2 separate regions of the Mus musculus genome follow, and region 1 is linked to region 2. A link is a contact called in public Hi-C data. All regions are on one chromosome and are shown on one strand. Each heading gives the region's core, a stretch centred on a gene start, on an enhancer-like site or on the middle of the called end of the contact. The rest is flanking DNA. Distances are from core to core; before and after follow the strand shown. Region 1 overlaps Apob (apolipoprotein B). Region 2 has its middle 68 kb from the start of Apob.

Region 1 (5,246 bases), core at 1,273-3,772, 82 kb after region 2:
GAAACAGATCGACAATGAATGCACGGGCAATGAAGACCACACCTTCTTGATTCTGAGGGTATTCTCGCCGTATTTCACGTTATATACATCATTTCAAAAATGGCCATCCTGGAAAGCCCTTATTTCTGCACTGAGATGAGCTCTTGTTTCATTTCTTCAATGAAGGTCATTGGAAATATGGGAAGAACCATGGAACAAGTAATGCCAGCCCTCAAGTCCTCAGTCCTGAGCTGTGTACGAAGTACAAAACCATCTCTGCTGATTCAGAAAGCTGCTCTCCAGGCCCTGAGGAAGATGGAACTGGAAGATGAGGTAAAGTTCTCTGTGTGGTCCTAAGAGTGAAAGTTGATGCTGATCAACAAGATTCAGGAAGTGTAAAGACAACCCATTGTCTGGTTCACCAACTGGGTTTCCCAGGACCATCCTCTTTGTGTTAGTTCCAGTAAACACATTGACATCCTAGTACTTTGTGAACATGAAAGACACACTACGTTGCAGCTAATTCACGAGGTAGAACACATATTTTTTTTGCTACACGCTACCCTACAACTAAACTGATCATCATCTCATCTTAGGGAAACATTGGTTCTACCCGATCAAATTCAATAGTGAATTTGATCTTACCTTAGGTGGAAAAAAAAACAGACCATTAAACCGTCTTATGCAAACTTACTATCACTTTCCATCTTTTTCCTTATTAAAATAATCTTATTTAGATAATAATCTAATTGTCTAGTAACTAGACAATTAGAAATAATCTACATTAAGACAAATTGCGCTTAAGTGGCAGATCTACACGCAAGTCATAAGTTGGTCATGATTCCTGTGCTGTAGTGCGATTGAGTTCAGCACATATTCTATTCAAATCTTCTGGGGACCATTCCTTGGGCTGGTCACCCTGGGGGACACTGAAGAAGACTAGGTATCAGCATTTGCAGCCACTTGAGAAAGAAATTAGACTTCTCATGAACATGCATTGGCAGACATGCCAGCCAGCATCCACCAGATATGCTCTGTCTTGACCAAAAGAAAGCCATCTCAATATATCTTCCAATGCAGGTCCGGACGATCCTTTTTGATACATTTGTAAATGGTGTCGCTCCCGTGGAGAAGAGACTGGCTGCCTATCTCTTGCTGATGAAGAACCCTTCCTCATCAGATATTAACAAAATTGCCCAACTTCTCCAATGGGAACAGAGTGAGCAGGTGAAGAACTTCGTGGCATCTCACATTGCCAACATCTTGAACTCGGAAGAACTGTATGTCCAAGAGTAAGTGAGAACCATTTTCCCCCATCAGCCACTGAAAATCCTGGGCTGGGACACCAATTCCCCCATTCTGTCACTGCCTGTCTTCATGGATACTTAAAGTGATGTGCACAGACCTTGAACCAAATTTTTGGGCCATATAAGTCCATATACCTTAGTTGCCATTAGGAATTCATATATGCTTGGGACATGAGGTGAGTATAGACAAGTGACATAGGGTTCTGACTCAAAGTCTACTTTTTCTTTTCATTTAGTCTGAAAGTTTTGATCAAAAATGCTCTGGAGAATTCTCAATTTCCAACGATCATGGACTTCAGAAAATTTTCCCGAAACTATCAGATTTCCAAATCTGCTTCTCTCCCAATGTTCGACCCAGTCTCAGTCAAAATAGAAGGGAATCTTATATTTGATCCAAGCAGTTATCTTCCCAGAGAAAGCTTGCTGAAAACAACCCTCACAGTCTTTGGACTTGCTTCACTTGATCTCTTTGAGGTAAGTGTGACTGAAGGAGCTCAGAGTCGTTTGCCCATTCTGTGCAATACCGTCTGTCTCCACTAGGGGTCATCTGAAACATGAGTCCTTAGACTATATAGAGAGAAAGTTATGTCTCAGAGCAATCCCTGGAACCCAACCCTGGAAAAATGTCTCCACATGATTCCTCCCCCATCAAACCCTGCATCTGATCCCAACTCTGAATCCTTAATTATTTATCCTTTCTGGTCCTTAGTGATGTCTTCTAGCATCTGAGGTTTAAGTAAACAACTTCCATCAAGTGTTTCTGCTATGTTCATCCGCTGCCTGTTTAATTACATGAGCTTAAATGGCTGGGATGGGGGAGACAGGAGCTGCCGTACAACCAAAAGTCTAATGGCATATTTTGCCTGGTTCTCTTTCTCAGATTGGTTTAGAAGGAAAAGGGTTTGAGCCAACACTAGAAGCTCTTTTTGGTAAGCAAGGATTCTTCCCAGACAGTGTCAACAAGGCTTTGTATTGGGTCAATGGCCGAGTTCCAGATGGTGTCTCCAAGGTCTTGGTGGACCACTTTGGCTATACTACAGATGGCAAGCATGAACAGGTATGTGTTTGTTAAATAACTTTTTTTTAAAGGGAAGTGTTGGGTTTCACTGCCAGACCTTCATCACTATGCCTAGAAGCAATTAAAGTTTTACCTGCCTGAAATGGTCACTGTGACTATATATTAGACACTTTGATGGGACTAAGAAAGACTCAGTGTCCTCTAGAGATAAGGGACTCTTGGAAATGTAGTGGGAACAAGGTCGACTAGAGGCACTCCAGTGAATGATGAAGAGTGTGCCACATCAGACAAGAGTTTGGATTCACACCAAGCCATGCCCCTTAGGAAGATTGCCAATCTGTTTCTAGATAACAATCCATAGCTCACATCACCACTTAATGACTACATGAAATAAGTTACATGGCCCATGATATTATTACTGATTGTTCAATAAGCAGACAATTGTAAATTTTAAGCTAGTATTTTCATCATTATTAACAACTTTTCTTCACCTGTCACTCACATCAGTGCATTGTCCAGTGAGAACAAAGTTCACCTTGAAGCTGGCAAGGAACTCTTATTTTAAGGAGTAGAAACTAGATTGTACATGCTGGAGTTTCTTACTGTTCTGACTGTTTGAACTCAGAGTATAGTCTGTGTGATTGGCACCATAAAAAAAAAACAAACAAACAACAACAAAACTATACACACTTGTTAGAAATGATGGTTCTTGGGTTTACCCAAGTTCTACTGAATCAGACCCCATTTTAACAAGATCCCAGGGAACATGGGTGTGTATTTAAGGTTTAGAAGTAGGGCCATAGCTTGTTTTCAAGTGTTAACTTGTGGTTAACTTCTGATTTCTGACCTCCACCAAAAGCTGATCCATTTGGGATCTTCTTCCTGATGCTCTTGGAGCTGTGTGTTTGTTTGTTTGTTTGTGTCTAGTTGTGGATCTGCAGTCGCATGTTTTTCACACTTCCATCTGATCTATACAATAGCCACCTTTTCTCAAGAAATCCCTAGCATTCATTCCTAGGAAAGGGATAGTGGGCTAAGCAAGGAAGGGGATCAGAGATCAGCCTAACTTAAGGATCCCTATGGATCCTGGCATCCTGGAGAACAGGAGTTCCCCTAATTATCCTTCAACTCAAGCATTGTTTTGAAAACACTCCTATCCCTGAAAAGTGCTTGTGACTCTCTATTTCTGTTTAGAAGAGGTCTCCTTCACTAAAAGGTGGGGCTCAGTTCTTATACCTGTCCTGTTTTTTGATCATGCTTGCTGTGAAGCTGTGAGTTTGAGTACACCACAGCTGTGCCAAATAGACTGACCTGAGGAATCTGTAACTGTTGGGCATAACTGGTGTCTCATTTGATATTTTGTTACTAAAATCCTAGGACATGGTGAATGGAATCATGCCCATTGTGGACAAGTTGATCAAAGATCTGAAATCTAAAGAAATTCCTGAAGCCAGGGCCTATCTCCGCATCCTAGGAAAAGAGCTAAGCTTTGTCAGACTCCAAGACCTCCAAGTCCTGGGGAAGCTGTTGCTGAGTGGTGCACAAACTTTGCAGGGAATCCCCCAGATGGTAAGTGACCCAGGTCTTATCTGAGTTCTCACTGTCTAGCCAGGTTCTTCTTAGATCCACCACCCTCACAAACATGAGAACGTTTTTGGATAGCCTTCAAAACACAAGTTTGCCCCGAATATCAGTAAAGGGGACTTTTGATGGCTAAGAAGGGCATTCAATCAACCAAGTTTGACCTGATTGGAAGACTGACCTGGCTTCGGACCCCAGAAACTACATTTAAAAAGCATATGGTGGTGACATACTCTGATCATTTAAGCACTGGGAAGGCAGCCACAGGTAGATCCTTTGCACTTAACGGCAGAGCTGCCTAGCCAAATCAGCAAGCTCCAAGTCAAACTGAGAGATGCAGTATCCTAAAACCAAAGATGAACAGTGTTCTGAGGAATTACACCAGTGGTTAACATGGGCTACACACACATAGATATACATACACATGCATGCACATGGACACCCAAATACATATGCACACACGTAAACATGCATATACATGTATACACTGTCTTCAAAGGGAAAGTGGCTGGGGAGGTAGCTCAGTGGGTAAAGCAGTTTCTATGTAAGCATGAGGGCCTGACACTGAATCTCCAACACCTGAGTAAAAGCCAGGCACAGACATTCCCATAATGGTCCAAGGGCTGAGGCAGGCAGATTCTGGAGCTCATTGGTCAGCTAGGCTGTCTAAAACAGGGAAGCTTCAGTGAGAGTCCTTGCCAAAGAACAGAGAATGGTAAAGAAAACCACCTAACATTAACTTCTGGCCTCACAGTTAAATGCATAAGTACACATAAGGGCATATGCACACACACACACACACACACACACACACACACACACATACACACACACACACATACACCCTATATGCACAAAACTCTACTTAAGAAGATGATAATGATTCTTATTATCTAAAAAACTGGTACCACTTGGAAACAAAGTCATCATAATAGTTGTATCTTCCGAGCATATTAGTTTGATCTCTTATTTTTATTAGAAAACAATTTTCAGCATACCTTCCTCCACCTAGGCTGGCAGCTTTTGCAAATATTGAAAATGATACAATAATTATGAAATAAAGTTTTTAGCAAACTGTAACCCACTATTGACATTTGTGTTATATCTACATTCTATAAATGTATCATAAAAAGGGGGAAAGATGCGAACGTGTTCCCTATGATTAGATAAATAATCATGTTTGCTTGAAGAGCAGGGGTCTCGAGAGCTGGGGGTGTAGCTCAGTGACACAGGGGTCACCTAGCACTGAAAACCCTGGATTCCATCCCATGCACTTTGAAAGGAAGAAAGAAAAAGAACCCAAGTCTCAAGTCCTTTTGTGGGAATGTTATATAAAATAAAGCAAGATTTGATGGATATCA
Region 2 (5,116 bases), core at 1,587-4,086:
GGGAAATAAGACAAAATACAAGTAAACATTTTTAAAAATTAAATTAATTTCCTAGGAAAGTCATTGTGATCTTTTTAAAGAAGAATCCTTTTAGAAGTTGGAAATTGAATTGTAATAAATAATACATACTGCTGGCTCATTTGCACTACGGATTACAGAAGTACAAAAGTAGATATTACTATGTGGCCCTATTGCGATGGCATACAAAAGTTTAAAATGAAGTCCTTGAATTAACCAGGCAAAGGTAGCATATGTACAAAGGCAGGAAGCATCTCCAATATACTTCAGACCCCTTCCTGATTACAAAGCAGAACAGCTACTTTCATGATGTTCTCTGTGTCCTCTAAAAATGTCAAGGTAAATTGGATCAAATATAAAATTTGAAGTCCAGTGAGTCGCCAAAAATATACATATAAGCATCTGGCAAGAATGTGGGAATTTTAGTATTATTGATACAAAACAACTTTTGCAACCTTACACCCTGGAAATGATTTTATACATTTTATCCACAACTGTCAAGAACTATGGTCCCAATTTATTAAGCTTACTGACTTTCTCCCCCAGTACCAAGGATGGAAGTCATGGCTACATTGCATATGTCAATAAAATACTCTGCCTATGAGTTAGAATCACATCACTGGCCTTCATTATATTTAACCAGTTCTCTGGTTTTTTTCTGATTACCACCATCCTCTCTCTGTCTCTGTCTCTGTCTCTCTTTCTCTGACTCTCTATCCTCTGTGTGTGTGTGTGTGTGTGTGTGTGTGTGTGTGTGTGTGTGTGTGTGTATGTGTGTGTGTTGCTAGGATGCTGGCAATGAAACTCAGGGCCTTTCATATCCTGGGCTAGTGTCTTCTTACTGAGATACCCCCAAACCAGATGCTTATTTCTCTATAGGCCAAATGTTTACTTTCAATATTTTTAGCTAGACGTTCTCTATATGCATTGCATGTGATATATTTCCTCTGTTCTTAAACATTTAACTTGCCTAAACATGCCAAGGCCTTCACTGTGAGTGCACATATACTCCTACTGTTCACACTAGTCAAGTTATGGTGTCAGTGTGGCTGCCCTTCAACAGAAGACTAGATAAAGAAATTGTGGTATATCTACACAATAAAGCTTTATTCAATCATAAAGAATTATTCCATTTGCATGAAAGTAGATGTAACTAGAGATCATCAGATCATCAGGTAAACCAACATAAACAGATGCAGCAAGGGAAGTATTGTATGGTATCTCTCATTTATGGATCCTAGATCTTATGTAGATACACAAAATCTTATATATGAACACACATGTTGTATATGACATGAAAACAGAAATGAGATTATGGGAAGGAAAAGAAATAACAGGAAGATGGAAGAGGAAGGAAAACTGATGGGGAGTAAATATAAAGTATGTGATGGATTGTGTCAAAATGGCCCCAGAGGCTCATAGGGAGTGATAAGGAGGTGTGGCCTTGGAGGAAGTATGTCACTGGGGGTGGGCTTTAAGGTTTTAGATGTTCAATCCAGGCCCGTTGTCATGCTGTCTTCCTGCTGCCTGCAGATCCAGATGTAGAACTCTCAGCTAACCCCCTGCCTGCATGTCACCATGCTTCCCACTATGGTAAGACTAAACCTCACAGACTAAACCTCTGAACTGTGAGGCAGCCCAAACGTAAATGCTTTCCTTTATAAAAGTTGCTGTGGTCTTGGTATCTCTTCATAGCAACAGGACACTAAGATCAAGAATATGATGTATTTGAATAAAAATGTCTTTATGAAAACCTGTATCTATGCATAATTAGCATGTGCCAATAATAGGTAAAATTAACACAAGTATAGACAGTTTTTTAAAAGGAATAAATGAACCTGCCTCACAAACACAAGTATCACATGTTTAGTGTTTTCTCTAAATTGCAGAATCTTAGCAGGAGAGAGAGCAAGGCTCATACAGGGAAGACTGTCAAGTATGTAGAACGACAAAGAAGAGACCAAGAAAGCGAGCAATGGAGGAGAGAAGTATAAGCAAAGAATGTCCCAAGGAATGCAAATGTCATCTCTACAATACACACAAAGTAAAAGCTAACCTGTCACCATTTCACCTAAGATGGTCTAGAATGTTAGGAGCAATAGTAACAGAGAACATGTTGGCCATTGCAAGAGGTTGAGATGAGAAAGATTTGACGACTAACAGCAGCATGAGGGGACTTCAGGGATGAGGCAACTTTTCTTTATTTCATGGTAGCCACACAACTCTTCATTTGTCAGAACTTCTACAACTGAATGCTGAAAAGGAACAGGGCTACTATATCTGTTAAGGATAGTCTGTACACTCTAATAATATAATTTGAAAATTGATGAGAGGAAGCTATGACTAAAAATTTAACACAAGATGAGTGCTGGATAGTGATTGTATTCCCAGGAAAAAAAAAAAAATTCTTACAAGTGGCAGTCACACTAGTCACAGAAGAGGCACACATGTTAGTTCTATCAGAGACTTTTAATTTTATTATCTTTTATTATTTGTGTGTGTGTGAGAGAGAGAGAGAGAGTGGTATATACCATGGTGAGGTGGTCAGAGGAACCTCTGTGAAGTCACTTCCCTCTTGCCTTTATTTGGGTTGCAAGGATTGAACTCGGGTCATCAAGCTTAAGCAGTGGCAAGTGCTTTACCAAATGAGACCTCTCGCTGACCCAGAAAACTTTAAGAGACATTATTAAACTGAGACTCTTGCTCGTAGATTGTTGGGCTCAATTATTTACTGATAATGGAGGTCAGAATTAAGACTGCTGCCCACTAGACGGTTGCAGCCTGTCACTAAATGGCTGTTATTACATTCCATGGCCTGATTAATCATTGTTCCGGGTGAGCAAATGCACTATGACCCTCACCAGGCAAATGAAATGTTTGTGCCTTTAAAAGTTGATATGAAAATCAGAAAGGAAATTAGCTGTGCCGTGTCTTTCGCCCATCTTAAGACTTATCACTGTGAAGCCTAGTTGTGTGTCTTGCCTGTCTGTTGCTATTCTCTGCACACGGTAGCTACAGACTAAAGACTATGCATTGACTGGCTAGACTCCAGGATGATTGATTGCATAAGCAGATGGGTGGCAGCTCCTGCTGGCATGCTGGGCATGACACAAAACAGGCCCTGGCAAAGAGAGTTTTGATGGAAAAAAGTTAAAATGTAGCTACTTCCATGGGCATTTCCCGGTCTCTATCTGGAGGAAACTCTCCTTAAGCTTCTTCCTCCTCTGAGAGTGTTCAGCTCTTTCCCTCTGTTGCCTGGGTTTGTGCCTCATTCCTGTCTCGGTACGATGGGGCCTTTCAAGTATCATAAGAGAATGGCATATTCCCACTTCATACTTCACTACAGTGATGTCAGTAAAGTGGAAGGAAAATAGTGTTCATTACACATGTAATCCATGTAAGAACTTTGAATGTTCCATAGCATTACACTAACTTTCCAACACACATCTTACAGCCATTCAAAGTAAGGCCCACTCACCAGCCCCGAGTTATCTGGTAGCAAATGATTGGACCTTAGCATGTGTTGCCACACCACCTACAGGGCAAAGTGTTCCTGTCTGCCTATTCTTTGTTAAACTCCAGTGAACAAAGACAGCTGCCAAACATTTTCTAGTCATTTGTTCTGTTTATAAACAGAAAGTGTACACTATTTAACAAGATGTAATCATTTGCAAGCTAGATTTATACAGAATGAAAGACGTGAAAGAGAGAGGAGGGGAATTAATGCAAGTCTTAAGTGCTTAATGACCCCATTAATTGAGAGAGAAGTAATTGCAGAAATTAAACAGAAGATGTAATGGGTTTGGAATCATTAACTTATTCTGGGAGTACTGCTGATGTGTACCAGGTGACTTTACTCTGAGAACTGAGACTCAGTCTAATGCAAAAGTTCTTTAATCCGGTTGTTCTTAAGAGACACTTGGAAAACTATGTAGATCCCTAAATTCTGTTCATACGTCTTAGATGCTTCAAGGTGGAACCCAGGCATGTGGATTTTCTAAAACGTTGCCCACTTATTCTTTCAATATTGGTGTCTTACATCTGTGTGAATGGGAAAAAGGACTTGGCCACTCAGAGAGCACATTTGGAGGCCAGGGACAATCTTGGGGGTCATCCTCAAGAATACCATCCACCTCCTTAGTGACAGGTTCTCTGGTTGGCCTGGAACTCACTGATTATGCAAGGCTGGGCTTGATAGTGAGTGCCAGTGGTCCTCCTATCTCTGCTCCCCCACCCTCCTGCCAACACTGGCATTACAAGCACACACCAGAATTTTTTATGGGTCCTGGTACTTGAACTCAAGTCCTCATGCTTGCAAGGTAAGCATTTTACCAATTGAGCCATCTCCCCAGCCCACCTTTCATCCTTTGATTAATCTGATCCTGTTTTAACATCATCGACTATTCTGGGCACTACTGATTATTGAGGATGACCAATTGTTCTGGAAGTCTCCCGCCCAGTGTTACAGGATGGACAGCATCCCTAGCTTCTACTCAGGAGTACTTATTTCTTCTGAGTTATACAAAGTAAGATGTCCTCAGGAGTTGCTATTTTCCCCTGGGGGATAAAATTGCCATCAGTTAGTAATACAATTTCCATTACACGATGCTGACTGAGAATGCTCACTGCAGAAGAGGGATGGCTTTATCAGCTCTGTCCTGTACTTGTATCACAAACACCACACAGCTACTGAGCCGTGACTCAAAATGTGACCAGCAATACGGGAAACCAAACTTTGTTTCATTTTATTTTTAATGAATTTAATTTTTCATTAATTACTTACTTTGCATTATTATATAATTGATTCCTTTACATCCCATTCTCAGCTTCCCCTCCCTCTATTTCTCCCTGTCCCTCCCTCTTCCCTCTCCTCCCCCATACTCCTGTCCCTTTCTCCTCAAAGAGGAGGCCTTCCTTGGATATCAACCTACCTAGGCTTACTAAATTACAACAGGACTGGGTGCATCTTCTGTTGAGGCTACTCAAGGCAGCCCAGTTAGGAAAAAGGATCCAAAGGCAGGCATCAGAGTCAGGGACAGCCCCTGCTCCTGCAGTTAGGGATTCTACATGAAGACCAAGCTGCACATCTGTCAAATAT

Evidence for each region. A called contact is a pair of places that touch in the nucleus more often than the background predicts.
Region 1: a Hi-C map of liver shows a contact between it and region 2, with 2.6 times the contacts expected there. The contact joins two enhancer-like sites. A contact is called at or near these places in 15 of 484 Hi-C or Micro-C datasets (the AML12 cell line, the HPC-7 cell line, LSK cells and 9 more).

The regions. Positions count from the first base shown.
Region 1 is chr12:7,989,184-7,994,429 of GRCm38.p6, forward strand. It overlaps Apob (apolipoprotein B), which reads left to right. Exons shown (of 29, transcript NM_009693.2): 11 at 1-58; 12 at 166-312; 13 at 1,060-1,271; 14 at 1,523-1,760; 15 at 2,167-2,343; 16 at 3,682-3,873. Among named protein-coding and RNA genes, the nearest start is that of Apob, 14 kb to the left of the region's middle. Within about 2 kb of position 2,523, at least 2 of the 459 cell types and tissues checked have an H3K27ac peak or open chromatin away from gene starts, as enhancers often do. A contact at or near this core is called in liver, where this site is marked.
Region 2 is chr12:7,907,130-7,912,245 of GRCm38.p6, forward strand. No RefSeq gene overlaps it. Among named protein-coding and RNA genes, the nearest start is that of Apob, 68 kb to the right of the region's middle. Within about 2 kb of position 2,837, at least 7 of the 459 cell types and tissues checked have an H3K27ac peak or open chromatin away from gene starts, as enhancers often do. A contact at or near this core is called in liver, where this site is marked.